Linked DNA regions of Mus musculus: all the other regions are linked to region 2. A link is a contact called in public Hi-C, HiChIP or PLAC-seq and promoter capture Hi-C data. All regions are on one chromosome and are shown on one strand. The core of a region is the stretch at or near the end of the contact, and the rest is flanking DNA. Distances in the headings are between cores, read along the strand shown. Region 1 overlaps Alg14 (asparagine-linked glycosylation 14). Region 2 holds the start of F3 (coagulation factor III). Region 3 overlaps Cnn3 (calponin 3, acidic). Region 4 overlaps Gm33363 (a long non-coding RNA gene).

The links. Promoter capture Hi-C pulls out the DNA fragments that hold promoters and counts their contacts. Hi-C and Micro-C count contacts between places; a contact is called where the count stands out from the background. HiChIP or PLAC-seq counts read pairs in DNA pulled down with a chosen protein or histone mark.
Region 1: a promoter capture Hi-C map of hematopoietic stem and progenitor cells shows a contact between it and region 2, with 4 times the contacts expected there. The contact joins the enhancer-like site here to the promoter of F3 in region 2. A contact is called at or near these places in 7 of 39 promoter capture datasets (the HPC-7 cell line, cranial neural crest, epiblast stem cells and 4 more), 2 of 484 Hi-C or Micro-C datasets (the G1E-ER4 cell line and nephron progenitors), 10 of 115 datasets of contacts at active chromatin or transcription factors (astrocytes, bone marrow-derived macrophages, embryonic basal ganglia and 4 more) and 2 of 9 other capture datasets (liver and pancreatic islet).
Region 3: a Hi-C map of muscle stem cells shows a contact between it and region 2, with 1.9 times the contacts expected there. The contact joins the enhancer-like site here to the promoter of F3 in region 2. A contact is called at or near these places in 2 of 39 promoter capture datasets (cranial neural crest and liver), 1 of 484 Hi-C or Micro-C datasets (muscle stem cells), 2 of 115 datasets of contacts at active chromatin or transcription factors (embryonic stem cells and pancreatic cancer cells) and 2 of 9 other capture datasets (liver and pancreatic islet).
Region 4: a contact with region 2 is called in an HNF4G HiChIP or PLAC-seq map of pancreatic cancer cells. The contact joins the enhancer-like site here to the promoter of F3 in region 2. A contact is called at or near these places in 5 of 39 promoter capture datasets (cranial neural crest, hematopoietic stem and progenitor cells, liver and 1 more) and 3 of 115 datasets of contacts at active chromatin or transcription factors (embryonic stem cells, pancreatic cancer cells and stem cell-derived neural progenitor cells).

Annotation. Positions count from the first base shown.
Region 1 is chr3:121,328,941-121,331,640 of GRCm38.p6, reverse strand. All of the region lies in intron 3 of Alg14 (asparagine-linked glycosylation 14), which reads right to left. Among named protein-coding and RNA genes, the nearest start is that of Gm33310, 17 kb to the left of the region's middle. Within about 2 kb of position 1,265, at least 112 of the 459 cell types and tissues checked have an H3K27ac peak or open chromatin away from gene starts, as enhancers often do. A contact at or near this core is called in the HPC-7 cell line, astrocytes, bone marrow-derived macrophages and 4 more, where this site is marked.
Region 2 is chr3:121,722,113-121,724,906 of GRCm38.p6, reverse strand. F3 (coagulation factor III) reads right to left here and starts at 1,370. Exons shown (of 6, transcript NM_010171.3): 1 at 1,105-1,370. The coding sequence starts at 1,192.
Region 3 is chr3:121,446,671-121,449,414 of GRCm38.p6, reverse strand. All of the region lies in intron 1 of Cnn3 (calponin 3, acidic), which reads right to left. Among named protein-coding and RNA genes, the nearest start is that of Cnn3, 22 kb to the right of the region's middle. Within about 2 kb of position 1,269, at least 75 of the 459 cell types and tissues checked have an H3K27ac peak or open chromatin away from gene starts, as enhancers often do. A contact at or near this core is called in liver, muscle stem cells and pancreatic islet, where this site is marked.
Region 4 is chr3:121,370,745-121,373,444 of GRCm38.p6, reverse strand. Gm33363 (a long non-coding RNA gene) reads right to left here. Exons shown (of 4, transcript XR_867593.1): 2 at 1-44. Among named protein-coding and RNA genes, the nearest start is that of Gm33363, 3.0 kb to the right of the region's middle. Within about 2 kb of position 1,389, at least 56 of the 459 cell types and tissues checked have an H3K27ac peak or open chromatin away from gene starts, as enhancers often do. A contact at or near this core is called in pancreatic cancer cells, where this site is marked.

The DNA.
Region 1 (2,700 bases), core at 16-2,515, 390 kb after region 2:
ATCCTTAGAGAAACTCCAGGGACTAATTCAGAGGGAGCCACAGTTTGCCAAGGAACAGTTACACAGTTACACACTCTACTATTCTATCCTTTCTACCCGCCCCCGCCCCCCCCCACAACTGTAAGCAGTCACTACACAGCTGCAGTAGGTGCTAGCAATTTCTCCTTCCTGTCCCCCTTCTATCCAACCTCTCACCTCGGGTACTAGCTGAACTCCAACATGCTCTGAACACCTTAATAGGTTCTCAGGTAGCCAAGCTGAGTGCTGCTTTTACCCTTCCTTAAAGAGCCACAGTCTGTCTGTCCTCAGATCGGTACAAGTTCCCCTCTGCTCCCATACGGGCTCTGGTGACAGTCTGCATCAGCCCCTCTAGAAGCTCCACTACATCTGCCATCAGCTGTGCAAGCCCGCTCCCTCCCTTCTTCTTAACCAAGAGCAGAGGAGGATGGTTAAAAGTCCAGAAAAAGAACCACCTTCCTGAATTGAAACTATGTCTGAATACAGCTGATGGCGCTCAGGGACCTTTTTAGGTGGGAAGAGCCAGACTGCCTGGAAGACTTACTTGTGCATTTGAGGTCATTTTCAAACACTTCCTCCCTCTCTTCCACACTCTGCTCTCAAGTAGCCACTAGCACTTCCCACCTTCCTGTCCACAAGGACAGCTCTCTCCCAGGCTCATGATCTCTGACCACACGTCTGTTCCTTCTTGGAAAGCAGTGCGTTCTCGCCCGCGTGTGCACACATTTGTGCACACCATGTGCAAGCAGGTGCTTGTGGAGGCTAGAAGAAGACATCGGATCCCTGGAAGAGTAGTTACAAGTGATTATGAGCTGCCTGGTAATGGGCACTGGGACCCCCAGGTCTGTTCCTCTAGAAGAGCAGCCAGTTCTAACCACTGAGCTTCTCAGCTCCACACTTTCCCTTTTCTTCTAACTTTAGCTGGCTTTTTCTACTGCAGTTGTACTGCCACCTTAAGAAAATACACTAGCTTTCCCCTTTGAAAGGAGGAGGCACCATCAGGCCCATGTCTAACATGTGCCTAACAGGCAGGAAGAGCAACAGCTCAGAGAGAGATGCAAGCGAAGCCAGCTGAGGGATGGAAACGGCAGACAACGTGCTGGATTCTGCAGAGGAAAAAGGCAATGCTTGCCAAGTGGAAAAAGGATCAACTTAGAAAGAAAACTTATTTCAAACGTCAGAGTCCTTCCTTGAATAGGGAAGTAACAACAGTTCAAAGCAGCCGCCAGTCAGCCATAGCCTTACTTTGACACCGATTCTGTTCTGAGCCCTCTCACAATGTGAAACAGAAACTGTAAGCTTAAATTAAATGCTCGATGTGTGGGCAGAGTGGCTACAGACTCACCCAGCCAGAGTGTCAGTGTTGTTGGTAACTCAACTATGAATCTGTTAGTCCTAAGGATACTTGAGAGGATCCACACATCCAGTGGACTCTGCTCACTACAGAACTTGTTAGAAACATGTATGTCCGTGGGAAGGTTGCATATGTGACAGACAGCAAGCAGGGAGAGAGGAATATTATTATCTTCATGTATTACAGATGACTGGGCAGGAGAGGAAACGCAACTGAAGAAAACTAAACAAGTGGTTTTCAAAATGATCTCGTTTATCCTGCACACGGAGCAGAGGACAGTGTGATAGAATCCTTTCTGTTTGGATTGGCTTGGAAAGGCTTATGCTTAGCTCCACTTACAGACAGGCAAGCGGGTAAGGCAGACAAGCTTCGCGCTCTGAGCTGCCGCACTGCTAGCCCGGCAGGCACGTGGGCCTGAGGGAGCCTCTTCCTTTCATGGGGAAAGCTAGTGCATGTTCTTAAGGGAGCAGAATGACTACAGTCGAAATGAAACCTGAAAGTGGAAGAAAAATAAACAGCTCTGTGATTTGGACTTTACTTGGTTCTGGCTGAGAAGTCCCTCCTTCTAATAATGTGTTTGCCTGCACACACTATGCACATATATGCCTGTCTAAACAAGGCGACTTGAAACCTATGACACCACCTCAGGCATCGGGCTACCCATAAGCTCCGTTTTGGACAATGTGATAACTTCCTCTGCCAACAGTAATCTGTCCATTCAAATACATTTCCACTTCACCCAGTACAAAAAAATGGAGAGTCTAGCCGGGTGTGGTGGCGCACGCCTTTAATCCCAGCACTTGGGAGGCAGAGGCAGGTGGATTTCTGAGTTCAAGGCCAGCCTGGTCTACAGAGTGAGTTCCAGGACAGCCAGGGCTACACAAGAGAAACCCTGTCTCGAAAAACAAAAACAAAAACAAAAAAACCCAAAAAAACAAAAAAACAAAAACCAAAGGAGAGTCTAATCCAGTGCAAACAGGTTTTAGGTGCATGACCAGTAAGGCAAAGCTGCAATCTCAGGTGGCTTTTAAGGAGAATCCCCCTATTTGTCATCTCATGCCTCTGCATAGTGGTGTGTACCTATGCTTAAAAGCAGATGCATTATGGGAACAGATGTGTGCAATAAAAAAATTATTATTATTATTATTATTTTGAGACAGGGTTTCTCTGTGTAGCCTTCACTGTCCTGGAACTCACTCTGTAGACCAGGCTAGCCTCAAACTCAGAAATCCACCTGCCTCTGTAGAGAAATTATTGTAAGACCTAATCTACCAATCAAGCCAGAGAACTCCTTTCATTATGACCCTTAGCAGCCAAACTCCTACTTC
Region 2 (2,794 bases), core at 121-2,620:
TCCCAGCCTCTGCCATCAAAGGGAGCACATGTTTTGTTGCCAGTCACAAAAATAACGTTGCTAACTTGTCAAGAGCAGAGGGTGTGTGTGTGTGTGTGTGTGTGTGTGTGTACGTGTCCTTCCCCCCACGCCCCATCCCCGCCCTCAGGGCCATATAGTCCTCTAGGCAACACCCATACTGCAATCCGTGGAAAGAGCTGAAGATCCTGAAGTCCTCCTTTAAACTATTCCAGGGAAAGCCCACTTTAAAACGACACAGAAGGAGGGCCCAAGGTGCCAGAGAGTCCCGGACTCTTCCGAAGCCGTCGGAGAGGCCGCAAGGAAGGGTTTGAATAAATTCCAAACAGGGCTAGTCCCCCACACACGTGAGAGTCAGGAATGCACATAAACGAAAAAAAAAAAAAAGAGTCTAACCGGACTTTTCCCATTGTAATCTAAAATATCTTTACACTGAAATTCTCAAGGAGAGCTCGTCAGACGTGCAGCCCACGTGGCACCTGTCACATGGTGGGATGCTATTCCATTAAAGTGCTGTCATCAACGTCTCGTTTTGCAAGCCCCCTGGTTTCAGCCTCTGCCTCAACTCAGCACTGGGTAGATGTGGGTATGCACTCTGTCTTGCCTGAGTTTACAACAGCCTTGCTTCTATCAGACCGAAACCAAAGGCCACAAGAACACCTATTTATTACGGGAAGGCGCACACCTTGTCAGAGATAACATGCAAGCCACGCAAAGCGCAAAGCACGCCGACTTTGGCAAAGGCGGGCCCACGAGCCTGCCACCTTCAAGGGCCCAACATCTAGGAAACTCTCCCTCAGAGTTAAAGCTGGAATCTCAGTTTTATCTTATGCAACCGCGGTGGACGCACAAAGCAGGCATCTTTAGCAGTGACAACTGCCAGGAGTCCGGGCACCAACTACCTTCCATCCCATTGTTCATTCAAATCCTCAGGGCGAGCGCAGCCAAATCCACAGGTACAGCCGGACACCTTGGTGTCCCCAAGGAACCAGAGCAGCACCCCCCCTCCCCCCCCAGCTAGCCAGATAGGTTCTCTGTTTCCCGCGGGCGGAGCGCCCCCGGCTTCTCAGGACCAATGCCACTCACCTGCACCCGCGGTCACCTGGAGGAGGAGGCAGCCGAGAAACGTGGGCGCGAGAGCCGCTAGGAGGCGCGGGCGCACGAGGATCGCCATGTCCAAGGGCTGGAGGCGAGGTCTCGGGGCTTCAGCGGCGGCGCGTTGGCTACGCTACAGGAGCGATCGGAGGGAGCGAGTGATGGGTACCGGCTGTACCCAGGCTGCCGGGGTCGGCGCGGGGTGCGTTATAAAGGGCCGCGCGGACACCGGCTCCTCTCCACCCCGCGCCGCCTCCGCCGAAGCTCGCGACTCCCCGCCCCCCGGCCCGGGTCACTCGCTTTCGCGGTGGGCGGCTCCCGATCAGTCCACACCCCTGCCCCGCCCACTCCCCTCCTGTAGGAAACTCCGAGACCCCGAAAGGGGTGACTCAACCGTGATTCAACAGCGCCGCGGAGCACCGAGCTGCCCCTTCGGCGCAGGCGGATCCAGGTACTGCGGAGACCCAGGCTCCCGGGCTGATCCCTGGATGACCAGCCTGGGTGGCTGGCTGGGGAGAAAGGAGTGTCATTGAAGGGACTTAAGTTGAAAGTCAAGGGAGTCTTACTTTTCCTCTGCTTTCGATGTACGCTGAGGCCCTAGCAGAGGATGTATCAAAGCCCCTGGACCACTCCTGGTAGCAGAGGGCAGTTCCAAAGCCCTGCCTGAACACGCAGTGGCTAGCAGATCATTCTGTCAGTCCCTTTGGTCCGCTGCACAGGGCGGTGCAGTAAATGCACGTGTCTGCCATGGACAAGGGCCCTGGATTAGGTCTAAAGGCCACTTGGCACCCCACTCCCGTTCCCGAGGTGACCGAGGAACTGCAACATGAAGCCTGAGAGAATTTGAGCGTGACTTCTGTAGCCACGGGGGTTCCAGGAAGGATGATTCTCACGTTGAGGAAGCCCGCAGTGGGTTTGAGTGAATTCCTCCAAAGCGCAGAAAAACAAAAAATGAAACTGAAAAATAAACATTCGGACGTTCCAATTTGTGTTTTCCCTTCCTGGATGCTGGGAATGGACCCAGGAGCCCACCTCTGTCACTGAGCCTAGTGGCAGCCAGGTGTCACTTGCAAGCTTTGGGTTTTCTTCATTTATTTCCTGGCCTCCTGTTCTAGGCTTTGCCGTGACGTTGTTGAAGCCTTAGACGATCACTTATCCTACTGGTAGCATTTGCTCGACAGTGTATCAAACGATTTCTTGTCACTCCTGGTTGACTGTCCAGTTTATCCCTTCTTTTCCAATTTCCCTAATTCTGCGACCCTTTAACACAGCTCCTCATATTGTAGTGATCCCAACCATAAAATTATTTTTATTGCTACTTCATAACTGTAATTTTGCTACGGTTATGAACTGTAATGTAAATATCTGTGTCTTTGGATGCTTTGTACAATCTTCCTTCCTTCCTTCCTTCCTTCCTTCCTTCCTTCCTTTCTTCCTTCCTTTTTTACTTTCCTTGAGTAAAGTCAAACTTGGGTCCACCTTGTAGGCTCTGAGAAGTGTAAAGAGTAACTAAGCTGTCGTCCCACTCACAGTAGCTTTTGATTAGGCTTCCTGCTTATGTCTGAGAATGGACAGGGCAGAACCTCTTAGATAGCCTTCTACAATACCAATCTTGAGGTCAGCTGGTCCGTGTGCTCACTGGCCTAAGTACACAATGTAGCTCTATCTGGTCCTCTACTCC
Region 3 (2,744 bases), core at 20-2,519, 280 kb after region 2:
TATACTTTTAAACATACATTTTTAAAAACAGTTCTCAGGACTTAAAAAAACTACCTTTGAATTTCACAACAATACCATAAACCTAACCCCCATCCCCCCTTTTTTTTTTCTTTTGTTTTTTTTTTTTTTTTGAGACAGGGTTTCTCTGTGTATCCATTGCTGTCCTGGAACTCACTCTGTAGACCAGGCTGGCCTCGAACTCAGAAATCCGCCTGCCTCTGCCTCCCGAGTGCTGGGATTAAAAGGCCTGTGCCACCACTGCCCAGCCACTCTAAACTTTTAAAAAAGTGGAACAAATATTTTAAAACGGCATGCAGCACACCTTTAATCCCAGCTCAGTAGGCAGAGGCAAGTGGATCTTGGGAGACTGAGGCCAGTCTGGTCTACAGAGTGAGTTCCAGAACAGCCAGGGCTGGCAGCTGGAGGCGAGGCGAGATCATGTACTCTTGCCTTTTCATTCAGCACAGCTAAAAATGCCAAGCAGACACACTTAGGCTGAGCCCAGGGGCTAGATAGGAGCTTGGGCATCAATTACTAAACTGTCAGAAATGGAAATGAAGAGCGGGGATGTCTGCTCGCCATAAAACATAATTAGGCTTAATTACTGAGCCAGGCACATCACTACATTGCTCAGGGGGAGGTCCCTGGAGTTCAGGTCTAACTAGCCTGGCAGGACACAAGCACAGCTACGGAGGAGGGCTTGAGGCTGCATGTGTGTCGTGGGTCATCAGGGCCAGTGTGGACAGGTAAGAAGCTGGCGAGCTTATGTCTAACAACGAAGGTCAGCAGAGTCTTAAAAAGAAATGAGCTCAACTGACCACACTTGACTGTGGTTCCTCTTCAGTAGACAGGACACGACAATGGCCGCTTTTCATGTCTTCCCTCAAGGTGAACAAAGATGTCATTTCTCACGTCAAATAAACGAAAGAGTCACACTCCTCTTGTAGGCTCATGAAAGCTTTCAGATAGCCCCGGAAAAGTGTCAGAGCTGCTGGCGCTGGCAGGTGCCTCCCCTCCCCCATCACCAAGGGGCGGCTCCGCTGAAGTAAACATGATTTCAGGGATTACTGTGTCCCCTTCACACTCCATTACCCATAATTAGAGAAACGGGAATGGATAATGGATAATTTACTTCAGCTGTGTGTTTGCTTAACCAGGATTACAAAAGGAAACCCAACAGGTTTCTATTGTGAGACAGCACTTCAGAGTTTCGGATCAAATCCAGCCTGGAGGCGAGTTCATACCACAGTGTAAGGTACACCCGTGCGCAGCAAGGTCCCTGCTCTTGTACCCTCAGTCCTTGGGAAGGTCTCCTTTTATTCCATACCAGCGAGGGTCACTCTGGGCTGAGTGGGGAGCAGGAAGTATGGATAGTGACGACTCTGGGAGGGACAAGAAGGAAGCAGCAACTACTCGCCTACTCAGATAATCTGTCTCCTCCAACACAGCAAGCGGGTCCATTTCTGTATGACACCTCTCTGCCCTCGCTGTCTTCACTAGGAGCCTAACTTCTGATCCAGTCAGTTCCTGTCTGCACAGCAGCAAGACTGACTTCAAGCAAGACTGACTGAGTTCACTAAGTTCCTTCTAGTTGTCTACAACTAGAACCATCAAGATCTGCAGACTCGGGGCTGGAGTGATTGGCTCAGCAGTTAAGACCACCGGCTGCTCTTCCAGAGGTTCTGAGTTCAATTCCTAGCAACCCCATGGTGGCTCACAACCATCTGTAATGTGAACTGATGCCCTCCTCTGGTGCGTCTGAGGACAGCTACAGTGTACTAATATACATAAAAATTAATAAATCTTAAAAAAAAATAGCCGGGCGTGGTGGCGCACGCCTTTAATCCCAGCACTTGGGAGGCAGAGGCAGGTGGATTTCTGAGTTCGAGGCCAGCCTGGTCTACAGAGTGAGTTCCAGAACAGCCAGGGCTATACAGAGAAAACTTGTCTCGAAAATCAAAAACAAAACAAAACAAAACAAAACAAAACAAAACAAAACAACCCTGCAGACACATGGTGACAGCCATATACTGGGGTAAAACACTCATACACATTAAAAATTACATCTAAAATAAATAAATAAATAAATAAGTGTTGCGAAGTTGCGATCCCAGCTCAAGACGACAGAGGCAAGTGGAGTTAGGTGACATAAAGCCAATGTGAGCTACATGGTGGGATGCAGGTGGAAAATATCCTTTTGCTTTTTCAAATATAGAGATGAATCTGTTACAGGGGATATTCTTTGCAGGACTGTGGGGATAGCTTTTAAAAATCATCTTTTATTAGTATGTGTGTGTATGCATGATGTGGGGGGGGGGGTGTTGTCAGACAACAATTCAGAATTCTCTCCTTCCCCCTTGGTTTTGAGGCAGGGTCTCTCTTGTTTCTATAGATAGTACAGAGGTCAAGTGGAGCTGCCCTGTAACACAGGGACAGCCTCACCTAGATACCGCAGAATATTTTTAACAGCCAAACACCAGGTATGAAATACCTCTTTTTACTGATATAGAAACCATACACACACACACACACACACACACACACACCCAGACATTATAGGTTATTGCCAGTCTTCTTGGCTACCCCCTAAAATTTGATGCTAAGCCCTAAAGACGCAACATAGAACATGGGGTAAGTCATAGAACACGGAAGAATCAAGCTGGCACTGACTGGAAGTCAGTCTCCTACTGGGAGAGAAAAGCAAACAGCAGCAAACAACCCTGAAAGCAACCGGCCTGGCAGGA
Region 4 (2,700 bases), core at 140-2,639, 350 kb after region 2:
TTTGGGCGTTCATCACCAGCAGTCCCATCGTTAGCTATATTTCCCTAGAGATTGCAAATGTATTTCATGAAAACAAACAAACAAACCACAATATTCACAACATCATTACATAAAACAGCCCCAAACCAGGAATTACTGAAATGTCCGTCAACTATTAAATGGGTAAATGAAATGTGCCAGGTAGAGACAGACAATGGAATATTATTCAATCGATAAAAGGAATGGAATAGGGACTAGGGAGATGGCTCAGTCAAATGTGCTTGTCATGTAAGGATGAAGGCCAGAGGTCAGGCTCCCAGCGCCCATGTGATAAATCAGGCATAGCAGCATGTTCCTGCAGTACAGTTCAGGGTTAGGGGCAGCAGAGAGATGCTGATCAACAGAACTTGCTGGCCAGCCAGTCTATCTCTACCAGTAAACTCAAATTCAGTGAAAAAAACCACATCTCAAAGAATAAGATGGAGGGTGACTGAGAAGGACATTGTACTTCAGTATGTATAGTTACATGCACTCATGAGTGTGTACATACCCTATACCACACACATACACACCATACACTACCACACACACACACGCACACATGCACTGTATTCTATCAGTGAAACTTGAAAATACTATGTTAAGTGAAAGAAGCTAGTAACAAAAGACAAATAAATCCTTCTTATAAATGACCAATCCACAGAGAGAAATTGGGCCAGCAGAATCCGAGGGCAGTGGAAGGTGACATGGAAGAGTTACTTCTAACACATGTGAGTTATGTGTGTCTGGAATTCGTAATCATGGTCATACAACTGTGAATGTACTAAAACCCACTGAACTACACATGGGTGGATTTTATGTGAATTATATCCCAGTGGAAACCACTATGGCCAGCATGGAATAACTTGCTCCTTCAAGCTCAGTAAAGTGGTCTCATTTTTAATCACACCAGCATGGCCTCTCCTGCCCCCTGGGCCAGTGTGACGGAAATGTACTAGACTTTTTTTTCTTTTTTTTCCAGACAAGGTCTCACTATGTAGGCCTGGCTCTCCTGGAACTCCCTATGTAGAACAAAGAGACTGGCCTCAAACTCGCAGAGATCCCATGCCTCTGCCTCTCAAGTGCTGGGGTCAAAGGCATGCACCATGTCTGGCATTATAGTTTTCAAATTGGTCTTTTACGCCTCAGCTTCTCTCTTCCCTCTGAACTGTCTTTTCCTGAATTTGAGGTCCTTAGCTACTTGGAACACACCTGAAGTGACATTTGCACTCAGAGTCCTGATATGATCACTCTCTGGAAGAGTGAACCCAGCCACACTGCAGAGGAACTCAAGGCTCACGGATGGGCAGGCTGTGCGTAGACACCGTGTTGACAGATCTTAGTACAAACTTGAGTCATGGTGCTTCAGGCCTTGGATCTTCGAGCTGAGCCTGTTGAGTCACTCCTAGCCCTTTTAGTGTCCTCCACCCCCCTGTCTCCCCACTGAAGCTCAGACACCATGAAGCTGAAGAAGCCTTTCCTTCTAGACCCTGTGAAGTGCTGACCCACAGAGTCTGTGGGCTTCATTAAATGATGCTTGTTTCCCACCGCTAATTTGTAAATTGATGCAGAGCAACAGGTAATTAGGGCCGGAAATACAGCTAAGTCTAATGTGTGCATGGTTTCCAGCCTGGCACTGCAAATAAAATGAAAAGCTAACTGGAAAAATAACTTTCAGAAGAAGCCAGTTTCTCCAAGTTCGGTTACTTTGGCTTACTATTAAAAGAGGAAGCAATCTCTTGCCCCCAAGGCGAATGGAAGATGTGCTCCTACATCAGGAGAGGAACAGGATTTTTCTCTTCCCCTCCTTGGGTTGGCCTCATGTCACAGTGAAAGAGAAACCAGTGGATGCTTGGAAATCTTTTAACCATATGCAGATGAATAAGCAAATGGCTGGACTCGAATCCTAATCTCTTTTCCTTTCCTGTGGAGCTGAGATTTTTGTTTCCACTCTTAAACTGGAGCCTTTGAAACAGAAGTCATGTGTCTCTTAACATGACGATTAGCAGCAAGAATGTGAAAAAGGAGATAGCCAGGAAGTGTGAAGCCTTAATTAACACCCAAGTCATTTGCCTGAAAGCAAGAACAATGTTTTTGGCAGGGAAGTATGAAATCAGCTTTTCTGTCTATTTGGAACTCTCAAAGCCCACCCCCCACCTTAGTCTTTTAAAATATTGATTTCACGTTTAATGACTTTATAAAAAGAACTTTAAAAAAGTTTTCAGCCTGGCTCCCGTGACTGAGACATGGTCATCTTCTGTAAGAATTTGGGGGGGGGGGCTCGCCCCATTTCAGGGCCCCATGTGGCTGCAGACCCTCTGGAGATACAAATACTGGCTAGAATAAAACTGAAGAAAAGCCAAGCAACAGCAGGAGGGATGGAAGAGGCTGGAACGGCAGGCTCTTGTCTCTTCTCAAAAAGAGGGGGTGTGGGGGGAGATGGCTTCGTTCTTCGTTCAAGAGAAGGGAAGGGAAAGAAGACAGTTTATGGAAATACTATACACAGAGCTGTCCGGGAGACGTCGACAAATCAAAAGCCCAAACCAGTCCTTATCCGGTCCCAACCTAGTAGGCAGATTAAAAGAGGCTCAGTTCTCAAACTGATTTTTCCTGAATTATCTGGGCCTAAGATCATGCAGAGTATGTGAACGGGCCTGAGCCATGGTCACCGACAGTCCACAA